Linked DNA regions of Gossypium hirsutum: all the other regions are linked to region 1. Evidence: chromatin contacts called from public Hi-C data. All regions are on one chromosome and are shown on one strand. The core of a region is the stretch at or near the end of the contact, and the rest is flanking DNA. Distances in the headings are between cores, read along the strand shown. Region 1 holds the start of LOC107940632 (pathogenesis-related thaumatin-like protein 3.5). Region 2 holds the start of LOC107944708 (endoglucanase 10). Region 3 holds the start of LOC121213885.

The links. Hi-C and Micro-C count contacts between places; a contact is called where the count stands out from the background.
Region 2: a contact with region 1 is called in a Hi-C map of leaf, with 4 times the contacts expected there. The contact joins the promoter of LOC107944708 here to the promoter of LOC107940632 in region 1. A contact is called at or near these places in 4 of 34 Hi-C or Micro-C datasets (callus and leaf).
Region 3: a Hi-C map of leaf shows a contact between it and region 1, with 3 times the contacts expected there. The contact joins the promoter of LOC121213885 here to the promoter of LOC107940632 in region 1. A contact is called at or near these places in 5 of 34 Hi-C or Micro-C datasets (callus and leaf).

What each region holds. Positions count from the first base shown.
Region 1 is chrD01:17,315,670-17,319,884 of Gossypium_hirsutum_v2.1, forward strand. It overlaps LOC107940632 (pathogenesis-related thaumatin-like protein 3.5), which reads right to left and starts at 1,994. Exons shown (of 3, transcript XM_016874064.2): 1 at 1,785-1,994; 2 at 982-1,675; 3 at 105-606. The coding sequence starts at 1,887. The coding sequence ends at 531. LOC107940633 (UPF0307 protein ECA0281) reads right to left here. Exons shown (of 7, transcript XM_041087230.1): 2 at 4,068-4,215; 3 at 3,892-3,940; 4 at 3,743-3,794; 5 at 3,493-3,659; 6 at 3,281-3,391; 7 at 2,123-2,543. The coding sequence ends at 2,373.
Region 2 is chrD01:17,533,626-17,537,840 of Gossypium_hirsutum_v2.1, forward strand. It overlaps LOC107944708 (endoglucanase 10), which reads left to right and starts at 2,180. Exons shown (of 6, transcript XM_041087233.1): 1 at 2,180-2,493. The coding sequence starts at 2,277. LOC107944706 (mediator of RNA polymerase II transcription subunit 23) reads right to left here. Exons shown (of 4, transcript XM_016878534.2): 4 at 4,112-4,160. The coding sequence ends at 4,136. It overlaps LOC107944707 (a long non-coding RNA gene), which reads right to left and starts at 4,013. Exons shown (of 2, transcript XR_005909402.1): 1 at 3,923-4,013; 2 at 3,570-3,839.
Region 3 is chrD01:17,178,264-17,182,478 of Gossypium_hirsutum_v2.1, forward strand. LOC121213885 reads left to right here and starts at 2,052. Exons shown (of 3, transcript XM_041087223.1): 1 at 2,052-2,470; 2 at 2,975-3,254; 3 at 3,356-3,931. The coding sequence starts at 2,402. The coding sequence ends at 3,801. LOC121213884 (proline-rich receptor-like protein kinase PERK15) reads right to left here. Exons shown (of 9, transcript XM_041087220.1): 9 at 2,340-4,215. The coding sequence ends at 4,071.

The sequences.
Region 1 (4,215 bases), core at 744-3,243:
CGGTCAATTAATTCAATTTTAACCGAAACTTGAACACCTGTAATTGAGAGGGACAACCACGAATCTCAAATATAAACCGATATAAAAAATACAAGTTGAAGGGATAAAAACAAAATGAGATTTGGAGTGAGAACCAGTTTAAAAGGGCAACGGTAAGTACCCCTTGTTGACTACAATGCATAAAATATCAAGAAATAAAAGTAATAATTTTCCTCTGGAAGTATACATAATGTAATGAAAACCTACAATGAAATGAATCCCATCCCCTCCTATAATATAATGGTCCCTATCCTAGAGAAATGAAGTTAAAAGAGTCGTTGGCATGAGCAAGAAATGGCGATTGTGATGGTGAAGGTTACAGCAATTGCGTGTGATCCGAACACGTGGGGGAAAATGGAGGGTGATGCTGCACTTTCGTCCAATGCACCTTCGTATACCATTGTGCCGTTGATTAGAGTCGTTGTTGATGGTGTTTCCGTGTTCTGCCCTTCTGATGATGATTTCTGGCTGCCATTTTACATACCAGAAAACTAACCGTTAAAAAACCCCCACCCAAAATTAATGCAACGTAACATCTTTCCCCCGACCTTCACTTGAGACACGAAACTACAATAATAGATTCTTTGTATCAGAATCGGATTGATGTACTAGAAAATTGCCAAAATACCTCTCTTCTGATTTTATATATTTTTTAATTAGAACTTTATTATAACACTTTTAACTATTTAATTAGATATTTAGAGTAAAGACAAAACAAACAAACTCAATAAGGGTTGAAATTTAAAATAAGATCGGATTTGAAAGAACAAGTTGGAAGAGAAAAAAATGGGGAGTTGCTATCTCTATGAGAAAATGCGCCAAAAGCCGACATAACTTAAAAGATGATGGCAAGTTATTGGTTTTCCCAGAGCCACGTGAAAAGTTCACTCTATTAAGGCTTTAACACAAGTTTCAATTTTCGGAGGGATTAAAAGATTTTACCTGGTGTTCGGCGAAGGGCAGAAAGTAATGGTGTAATCAGCTTTGGCACATGTAAATGTGCTGCTTTTATCATCATACGCATAGCTGTAGGCGCGTGGGCAAGCTCTCTTAAACACCTCCGAGTACGATGACGCCTTGCAAGTGTCCGGTGTCCCATACGCACCGCTGCAACAGTACTGAGGCTGGCGGAAGGCCTCGCAAGCACTCTTGCATGCCACCCCATCTCCGCCCTCTCTCTTCATCACCTTCAGCTCTGAAGGACACGAGTCATTTAGATCCACCACGCAGCCAGTGTAGGTACAGTTTTGCCCTGTGCCGCCCTGGGGAACCACCAGCATAGGGACGTTGTAACCGTCAACCAAACTCACATCGAAAAAATCAAGACCCCCGGCACCGTCCAAGGTAAATTCAGCCAAAGTGGCAGGCGGAGCAGCGCCGTTCCCTGAACATTCTAGCTTCCCGGAAGCACAATCGCCCGTCAAACATGAGAATTTACCGGCGGAATCTAGGGAGCAATGGGTCCTTCCCCAAAAACGACCTCCCCATGATGCCGGGGCGCTAATGGTTTTGGATTCACCTCTTCGGAGAGTGAAACCTGTGGTGGAAATTGTGGAAACGCCCGCGTTTGAGAGAACTCCAGGCCATACCACGTAATTGCATTTGTTTACTATGGTAAAGCTTGTTCCTTGCACTCCTGTTCACAGTGTAATGAAAACCAGTAAAAAAAAAAAGTGAAACCAAAATCTGATAGTTAACTAAAAAAACTGATGAAACATCATTCAATGTTCCCGAAATGAAATTACCTGATATAAAGGAATGTGATAGAAGAAGAGCACAAACAGCAGCAAGAAATGTAATTTGAGCCATGAAGAGGATGAAGTTGGGGGGATAGGCAAATTTCAACATTCTTCCTTGTTTAGAAATTGTGACATTCTTCAATGGAGATATATATAGATATTTGTGGTTATTAAGCTTTCGGAAACAAACGTCAATGATTGTGGACCAAACTAAAAAGTAAGTTGCTACTGTGTACTCTACCGGATTTTGAGATGAGCTGCTGAGTTTGGTTGAGATTTTAATTTTATTTCCTCCAACTTGATATTTACATGTAAAATTTTGTGAATAAATACAAAAATAGTGGTTTAGAAATAGAAGGCTCTACAACAAATTAAGTGTTCTTTTCGACACTGCAAGAGATGGACACCCAAAGAAAAAAAAAATACTGACATCAATAATGCATAACTGTTCTTTTCACCGTATTGGTTGGTCAGCAGAACATGCTTGATGGCCTCTATGATTTTGCAATTTCTACGACTTTAATCGTATGCAATATAAAATGCATAAGAAAATGAACTTAACTACGGTACAAAATAATGATATTACAGATCATATTAATCAAAACTCTCTTCTGTAGTCAATTGCTTGGCGAGAGTACGAAGAAAACGGGTGAGGGACTTTCTGGCACTCCTTACTGCTGCTTCTATTTTTGCCTTCTCTTCTTCACTAACATTTTGGCTTTGTTCTTGACTCGTTTGCACTCTTCGAACAAGTTTACGCAATTCCTGTCAAAGCAACACAACTCGATTAAAAATCAATACAGCAAGATATCGAGCAACTTTGCAGGACAAACAGAGCAGCAGCAGCTTGGGATGACAAGCTGCACTCAGCCGTTGCCATGCTCAAAGGAAAGGCTCTTATTTCAATTATTCCTTGGATAGCTTGAAATTTCCTATCAGATTTGGCTCAGAATTGGCAACAAGGGAAGTGGTAGGATAGCACGGAATATGAATCAAATTAGGCTCAGAACTGGCAACAATGGCAGTGGTACTTCTCTATAAACTATCAATGATGCAGTATGCTTATGGCTTGCATGCTGGTCTAATGAGCACTGCAACATATTCAATCATCTTTCTAATGCCTGGGGTTTAAATCCCTCTACGTTCAAGTCAGTTGAGATGCTCTAAGTTGTGTATCTAGAGGACTGCGTACCAGTAGCAGTTTAACAGCTTCTTGGATAAATAAAGTCTGTTACTTATCCAAAATAACATAAAAGCAAATAAAAAATAAACAACAATTTGACTTTTGAGCGATGCAACATTTAAATTGTTCATGCAGGACAGTGAAGCAATTTGAAGGTGAAGAATTTAGATGAATTTGCTTGCCTAACTAGCCTCCTGCCTCCAATGGTACATATTGATCAAAGCAAGGTTCTCAATTTGCTTTAAAATTCCGGTTTAGCACATTCTTGATTCAAAGATATTTCGAAACAAATGAGAAACAGTTTACTTGGTTTGCTTACCTGACGGTCAAAATCGACACTGCTAACTGAAAATACTTCATTAGTAATTTCAATGTCCTTGCTGATCAACCCATCAAACCATCTATTTGCAGTGTTAACAAACTCCTGTGACTGCTGCATGTAAAAAAAATAGCACATATAGTAAGAGAATATACATGTAAGTGTAATCAGTTTAAGCCTACAATAAGTCTTCAAATCAAAACTTGAATTACACTATATTCAAATTGATCGTCATCATCATCTTCTTCTTCTTCATCTTCTTCTTCAATGATTTGTGTCTCTGAACCAGCTAAAGCCTGCAATGTTTTCTGGTCACCTACTTTTGTAGCCTGGATCAAGACTTCCATCAATTCAGGCTCTACTTCTCTCAGCAGTTTCCCTAACACAAAATATAAGTATAACGCATTAACCGCAATCCATAAAGGAACGCGAATCGATTGACTTCCAATATACTTTTCTTACCAATATAATTGAACTGCCTTCGCTTTCCCTCTCGAACATCAGGCCCTAGTCTCTGCAACAAAAACACGAACACCTTGTCTACAATAACACATTTTCCAACGAACTACAAAGAAGCTTCAGAATTATAAAACTTGCACTTCCTTAAGTACCTTAACTAGCATTAAAGCATCGAAAACATCTTGTTCGAGAGAAGAGGCTCTAAACATCCACGCCGCAAAAGAATTAAAATAAACAAAGATGTTAGCTTTCAGTATTATACCATTTGATTTGAAAAGTTTAAAAATGTTGTTTTCTAATAAATATATGTTTGTAGATTGCACTGTACCTGAGGATAAGTTTGATTTGAGGGGTTGAGAAGGAAGCGAGGTCCATGCCCCAACGGACGGCGCGACGGGCCTCGCGCTTCTTCTGGTTGCGGCTCTTCTTAACATCGGATTCCGAGTCGTCGCTGATTTCGTTTTCTCTGAGATCAG
Region 2 (4,215 bases), core at 930-3,429, 220 kb after region 1:
AATTGATTTAATTTGATTAATCAGTCGGTTAATTGATCTAGTTCGGTCGGAAGTCGGTTAAAGTTTTTTTTGAAATTTCAATTAACGGTTAATTCAGTTCGAAACCCAGTAATTAATCGAACTTAATAAATAATATTATATATTATATGTATTAGGTTATTACTATTTCGGTTAATTTTAAAAAAAAATCAATTCGATTAACGATTAAAAAATTAAAAATTTAATTAATTTAATTAATAATAATTCAGTTCAGTTAACCAATTAAACACTTCTGACCTTATATATATATAATATATTTTTAAGTCGTGAAAGAATAACGTAAGGTAAAGGGACAAAGACAGTAGAGACGGAAAGGATCTGCGGCCCAAGAGATCCTTTCCCCTTTGGCCCAGAAGATGACAGAACACTAACCACCTTTTGTTTTTTGAATTTAATTTATATTTTGGCATATGAAAATTAGGTTTGTGAACGCTAGCCTTTTTCATGTGTCGTGCGCTCTTATAATTCATTTTTGGCAAAACTTTAATTTAATCACTTGATGAAAGTAATTCTATCGCCTTTTGTATAATCAATTTCAACTTCAAATGCATATAATTAAATCTTGATAAATTTATATGTAAATTTGTGATTTTCATAACCTCAAAAACTCACAACCCCAAAACTCAATAAATTTGTGACTGTTATAAATTTCATTCATAATCCAATTTTTCTTATGAAACCTAACAAATTAAACAAAAAAACAAAAAAGCTTTCTATCAGCCTTTTTCAAGTAATCATCTTTTGCATTCTAGTGAACTTGAATAATCGTGTAAAATTTATCTTTATCTAATTTTTTTATAATTTATTTAGAAAAATATGTAAATTTTCTAGGCTTTTGATTTTTCTTACTTGAATTTTAGATTTTTTTTAAACTTTTGTAATACTTTTAATTTTTAGATACATATATTTTTATATTTTATATTTTATTTAATACTTTAAAAATTATATATTTTTATATTTTTTATTTTAAATTTTTAAATTTTTTATTAAAAGTTTATGGCATCATCGATGCCACGTGCCACAACCTAAGGATGCCATATGTCCTATATTTAACCTCATTACAAAAAAGTATCCAAACATTTGATAGAATGAAAATTCAGGTACCAACTTGGGAAAAAGAAATCATAAGTACCAACTTGAGAGAAGATATCAAGTTCGAGGGGCTAAATGCATATTTGAGCCTTATAATTATAATTAAATATAAACACATATAATATTATTTATATAAATATATAAAAATAATATTATATTGTGTACTTTTTTATAATATATAATTTATATGTGTTAATAGAATTTGAAAATGTGGAATGTTGAATTCATTGAATTATTTAGAATTAGGATCAGATTGATAGAATGTATAAGTATTGATAATTAAATATGTTATTACAACAATTAGAAGATGCCACATCATTACTTCTGTTAACTATTTAGCGAAGAGTGACCAAAATAGAAATGATCTAAAACGTAAGTGACTAGAATAGAAAATTTTCATAGTTAAGTGACCAAAACAGTCACACGCTAACACGCTAATAGTTAAATGATTAATTCTATAGTTTACTATTAATTTTTTATTGTGTTATAAATAAATTTTGAGGTATTAGTACAATTTTTATAAAATTTTATAAGTAGATTTTGATGATTTTGTTTCTATTTTTTATTACATGATGTATATATGTTTTTGAAGAAATGTATATTAATTTGAAAAGTTTATATGGCGTTAAAAAGGGGATGGTTATTTGACATTGGTGCTCAAGAAGTCAACGGCTGATAATAAATCCTCCAAGTCTCGAGCCTTATTCAACTTTGAACGCCGAAAATGAGATTTTAGTTCCTTTGAGCGCGAATGTCGCCCCACCTACCCAGAACATCTTCGTTAGTATATTGAATCAGGACTCTGGCAAAGGAGGGGAAAATAACCAAGTGTTAGACCGTGAGAAGTGCTTACACAACACTTTAACAGTTAAAAAAGCATAAACATATAATTATCCTGCTTGAAAGTCGAAACCTGAGTGTCGGTGTCGGTGTCGGTGCCCTTGTCCTGCAAGAAGTCACCAACTAAACAAATTTGACTCATCTCTGCTTGTTACGGCACCCGTTAATTAACTACTTCTCTTTAACTAATCAACCCTGTTTCCTAAACCACATTCACCTCTGCAGATTCTTTTCTCAGTAAAACCACACGCGCCTGTTTTGATCTAACATCTTAAGTTGAAGATTTTGTCTCACACAAAAAGAAAATGGGGAAAGAATCAAAGTCCAGAGGATTTTTTGGGTGGTTTCTGGTTCTAGTAATATTGGCTCTGGTTGTGGGAGCTGTCGTTTATATAATCAAGAAAAAATTAGATCATGGAAATGACAATAAGCCCACTCCCGTTCCCGGTCCTCCAGGTGCTATCGACCACAAGTATGCTTATGCTCTCGAAATCGCTATGCAATTCTTTGACGTCCAAAAATGTACCCTTTCTTTACCCTCTTTCACTCTTTATAGTTTCTTTTTTCCTTTTACTCTGTTTATGTATTACCTAGTTGAAATTTTGTTTCCTTTAAGGACACACTTTAAGGGTGTGTTTGGTTCGCTGTATTGGATTAGAGGTGTATTGGATTAGAAGTGTATTGGATTAGAGGTGTATTGGATTAGAGGTGTAATAGCAAATCAACTGTTTGGTTGAATGTAATGGAATAGAGGCGTAATAGTAATCTTGTGTTTGGTTGAATGGAATAGAGGTGTAATAGCATAGTGGAAAAAAACTAAAATGACTAGAATACCCTTAGCATAAATTTGTTTTGGTAAATGATTATTGTTATTGTTATTTAAATTTTAATAAGATTATTATTATCAATGATAAATATTTTAATCATATTTAAACATAATTATTATTAAATATATTATAATTAAAATATATAATTTAATAAAATTCTTAATAATTAATATTCTTATATGAATTTACTCAAATCATAATATATGATACCATAAAAGATAATTTGAAATAATTAATATTAAATATATTTTAATTAAAATATATGATTTAATAAAATTTAAAATAATTATAACTAATAAATTATCTTACATGAATTTGTATAATTTAAAATAATTATTATTACATATAATTTAATAATAATATATAATTTCATAAAATTCTTGATAATAAATTTTCTTATATGAATTTATACAATTTAAAATAATTAATATTAAAAAGAACTAAAAAGCACGTCCCGATGAATTTGGATAAATGATTGTCTAGATGCACTTGAATCAATAAATTCATTCTTGATGTAAAAACCTTTTTTTATATTAATTTATAAAATTTAAAATTTCAAAATACTAATAATATAAATAACCACTTATTAAAAAATACATATAGAATGGATCAAGATAAATAGGTGTCCAAATTCAATTGTATCTAGATAATATTCAAATAATAAACATAAAACAAAATGGAATGAAGAGGGCAGACAGTAAAAATTTTGCCATAAAAGTATGACTGCGGATGCCTGCTAAATAGAATGCATGTCTTACAAGATCCACCTTGTTTCTCAAATGATTGGATAAATTTTTCTCACACAATTATTTTCTTATCATTACAGCCTAATCTTTCCAACCCAGATCACCGCACAAGAGAAAAAGGGGTTAAAACAACAGAAACAGTTCAGAAATTCTAGTCGAGACCAAAAGCTTGGCCATTAAATTCACAAAGATGTCAATAGCCCCAGTAGTCATTCCGGATCTCATCATCGAATTTCTTTTTAAGCTCTGGATGTTTCTCAAAGTACTCGTCTACGGTCATGGTGCTGATCTTTTGCTGTTCATAAAAAAAGATAAAAAATTCAGCAATTGTGATTTGGAACACAACAACACACATTCCGGCATTGTTTTATTTATTACCTTAAGTTCTTGAACCTCGGCAATTTCTTTCTCCAATCGCTCAAACTCTTTCAAGGATTTCTCCTCTGCCTCTTTCAATTCTACAAGCTATAACCACAAATAAATAGCACGTCATTCGAGGAAAAAACTTGGAGACAGGGTAAAAGAGAGTCAATTATCCTGTTGATTCTCACCAATTCATCAAATTTTGGTTTGTATTGAGGAGTGACGGTGTCAACAAACTTGGGGATCTCTACACCTGCAATGGAAGAGTATATAACATTTGTAACGGTGAATCCCTCAAAACTCCATCC
Region 3 (4,215 bases), core at 802-3,301, 140 kb before region 1:
AAAATCATCATCATTGTGAGTAAAATTAGCCTTTTACATCATCACCATTTCGATAAGCCAAATTTGTTTTAATATTATATCTTTTGTTTTTTATGGAGGCTTGATAAAGCTTTATAAGATGTTTAGGTGTACGATAGATATGTAACCAATGCCCACTCATACCTCATAAGTGGCACAAATTTTCAATACCTTTCGAAGGATTACTTGGACCATCATCTTTTTATTTTTTTCTCTTTTATTTTTCTTTTGGTGGTTATGATAATTGTTGCCACCATGATAACAATAATTATAGAGCCCTCAACCACATCCATGACCACGACTACAACTGCGACCATGATTTCTTTCATTTCTATTATTATTATTATTATTATTATTATTATTATTATTATTATTATTATGTATTGATGCATTCACTTCTGGGAATGGGTCATAATCAATAGGAAGACTTTCATGATTTTTCATTAATATCTTATTATTTTGCTCAACCGCCAAAAGGAATGAGATTAATTTAGAGTATTTCTTAAAACCCTTTCCACAATATTATTGTTGTAGGAGCACATTAGATGCATGAAAAGTTGAGAAAGTTTTCTCCAATAAGTTCCCATCAATTATTTTTTCTCCACATGATTTTAGTCAACAACTTATTTTACACTCACTATTTTATAATCTTGCAATTTCAAGTGCATCTAATTATAACGAGTTTTGGTAGAATTATCGTTTTCTGATTGTTGTATCTTTCTTTTAGACCATTCCACAATTCAAGTGGAACTTTTTTAGTAAAATATTTTGTTTTCAATCCTTCATGAAAATGATGACAGAGGAAAATCATAGCTTGGGCTTTATCTTGTTTAAATGCGTCGAGATCTTGCATAATTGTATTCCCAAGACCTTTTAGTTTCTAAGTGAACTTCGACATTGAACACTCATGACAAATAATCCTTACCTAATATTTCAAGGGCCTCAAATTCAAATTTTATAAGGTTCGACATAATAGTGTCTAATATAAAATTAGGTTATAAAATGAATCAATAAAAAAATCGAAAGTAGTAGATATATATTTATTTGTATAAGATTCCATAAATAAACTTTTATTATTCATTAGAAGATACAAATGTAATGAATTCATTATATAATGGTATAAAAGTTTTTAGGTTACTTGCATTCTATTAGTAAATATTTGATTAATTATTCTAATAGTATATAATGCTTTAATTACTAACCTTGTTAATATCATATTAATGATATGCATGTTCCATGAAATTAAGACATAAAAGAGTAATTATCAAGCATGTATTTCAATTATATTTATGATACATAAAAAAGAAAGAAAGAATAACAACATTTAATTAATCAACCATAAATAATGAAAACATGTAGATTAAGGACAAGGAATAATATATCAATTTTACGTATTTACAAGAAACATGTATTTTACTTTATAGTTGTTTATTCGACAAAGTTCTACCTTCAACAAGAAGAACGATTATTGAGCAAAACATGCTGATAACATGTTATAAAATTATCAAATAAAAATATATAAAATCAACAGAGAATTTTCTCATATCTTATTTTCGCTCACCCTTGTCATTCTATGCAATATAAATAAATGACGCTTACTTAAGTGCTCCATTCGGACGCAACTTGTATATGTACTTAATACTTATTTAATCAAATATTTTACAAAACCCCTATTTTAATCGCATTAAAATCATTTATCGTATTGAAATGCATCTTTGTTTTTAATTAATAATTTGTTTCATTCCAAAATATTAAACAACATGATTTCAATTCAAAGCAACAACATTAACATTACAGATTTAACCTAGAGATTTATTTTCTTTATTTAAACGTTTATGATTTTATACAATTTTTAACATTTATCCAAAACCTCATTTATTATATAATTTTATTCCAGCTTCCACTGATGTTGGCCGCGTGGAATTTGCTACGTCCATGAATCAGAAGGAAATTTCTCAGTCCTCACCCACCAAAACTATTTCGGAAGTGTTAAATTGCAGTTAAATAAAAAGCCCAAATACAGTACTGTATACGGAACTGAAGCCGAAGTTACCAAAAAGCCCAAGAGACCTTTTAATAAATGGCAACAAGTGGAGGGCATTATCGGTAAGAAAAGTGAAACTTCGAAGAGCCGACATTATAAAGTCGGTCGTTCCCCAACTTTTCTCACGCTATATATACCCTAGCTCGTCCTCTTTATTTCCAGATATCTGAGAAATCCTAGCTGTAGCCGCCTAGATTACGCGTTTTGCCTTCTTGAAGAGGAAGATATTAAAAAAGCTTCTAGATCTATAAGTTCTACGGATACTGAGCGATCTTGGCTTTACTGATTCTTTGGTTTCTTGAGGAAGTTTTTGGGATTTCGAAAAGAAAATAGCCGATAATGTCGCGGTGTTTTCCTTATCAACGTCCGGCGGGGTATTTAAGACAGGGATTGGTCGAATCGATTAAGGTTCGTTGGGCAAAAGTATTTGGTTTTCACTTTCGTTGCTCAACTGCATGCGTTTGTGATACTTGATTATGATTATATATTTGTATATTTGTAGAGTTTGTAACAACTTAAACATGAAATGAACCGCTTTAATTACTGTTGATAATATAGCTTTGTAATTATGAACAACGAGGATCTGTGCAGAGAACTATGGTAGTTATTCAAATATATGAATGAACCTTTTTGGGTTTGGGGTTTTTTAAAAGAACTTCTGGGTTCCTTTTTAAAGTTTTGGACTTGATTTTGGTTTGATTATGTAAATGAATGAAAAGCTTGGTAATTCGTGTCTGTTTAGAGGAGTGGGAACTGGGTGTTTGTATTCATAGTCTGATTGATCTTGATAGAACCCTAAACCAATGTGAAATTACCCCCTCCCCGCCAAACTTTAATTTTTTGGAAGCAATCGTGATCTTTTGGTCTTCCATTCCCGCCTGTCTAAATTTCATATTGTGTTGTGCAATAAAGCTCCAGGGAGAAAAGGTTTTGCCAAAAACAGAACAGAAATTACATAAGAAGAGGGAGAAGGAGAAAAAGAAGGAAAGGAAAGAGAAGGATAAAACTCAAGGTGCCATCAAGAAACTTAAGAAGCTTGATGATGTTCTAGATGCATATAAAGATGACCAATTGGAGAGAAGTGATCTTACTGAAGAACATGAGCCGCCAGTTTGCTATATATCTGATGGCAGCCAAAACAGTCACAAGAGGAAAAGGGAAACTGCTTCCTATAATGAATGCAGGGTTGATGGTGAGTTGTGTTCTTTATTGTATTAGATGGGCTAAATTTGCCTATTGCTGTAGTTTCTTGGAGGGATGTAGATATTGATTGTATGTTGTGTACATGTATAGGAAACATTATAAAGATTAGATTTTCCTTGAAAAAGCCCCGGGCATCTGATGCATCAATCAGCAGCGAAGAACCAGCCTGCTCTAGTTCTGGTAGGACAGATTCAATTCAAGAGCCAAGTTGTACCGTCGCTTCTGTGCCTGAACAGAAACTGCGGCATGATGATAGAAGGAAGGAGCAAGGCTCCTCTTCTTCTGGAACATTGCTGGAGGCTGCACTGCAGTATAAAACCTTGATTGAGGATTGGATGCCACCTCTTCTCGAAGCTGAGCTGAATGATGGTGGTGATGAAGACTGGCTTCTAACTAAAAAGCAGCTAGGGAAACCCGCGGCCAAAAGACCTGATGACAATGATCATACATGTGTTGCGAGTGCAAGTTTGCACCCGTGTGCACATTTTCTTCCGGCAGCTGAGATTTATGCACTGCCTTATACAGTTCCATTTTGATTCCGCTTAGTGGAGGGGCAATCTTTTTGTTCTCCCCTGCAAAGAGCGGCTTCGTGGCGGGATTGGGTGGCGAATTCTAACTTGTACAGTCTTGAGAATTTACTAATAGAAACAAGAGAAATTTTTGCAATTTTTTCTTCGTATATTTGAATTGTCTTATATTAAATATCCATTTCGATTTACTTGAATCGTTTCTTAAATAATTTCTGGTTTGATGAATATGCCAAACATTTATAAGTTGTGGATCTTTTGAAAGTGACTTATAACGATTAGCATTGGCCTTTTCTAAGGTATTCCTTCAGCATTAAACGACGCTTCTTTCCAGTTTTACATCTTATGCTATAACTGCATTTGGATGTTGAATCATCATCATCACTAAATGGAACTGAAAGATAGGCATATAGTTTGCGAAGG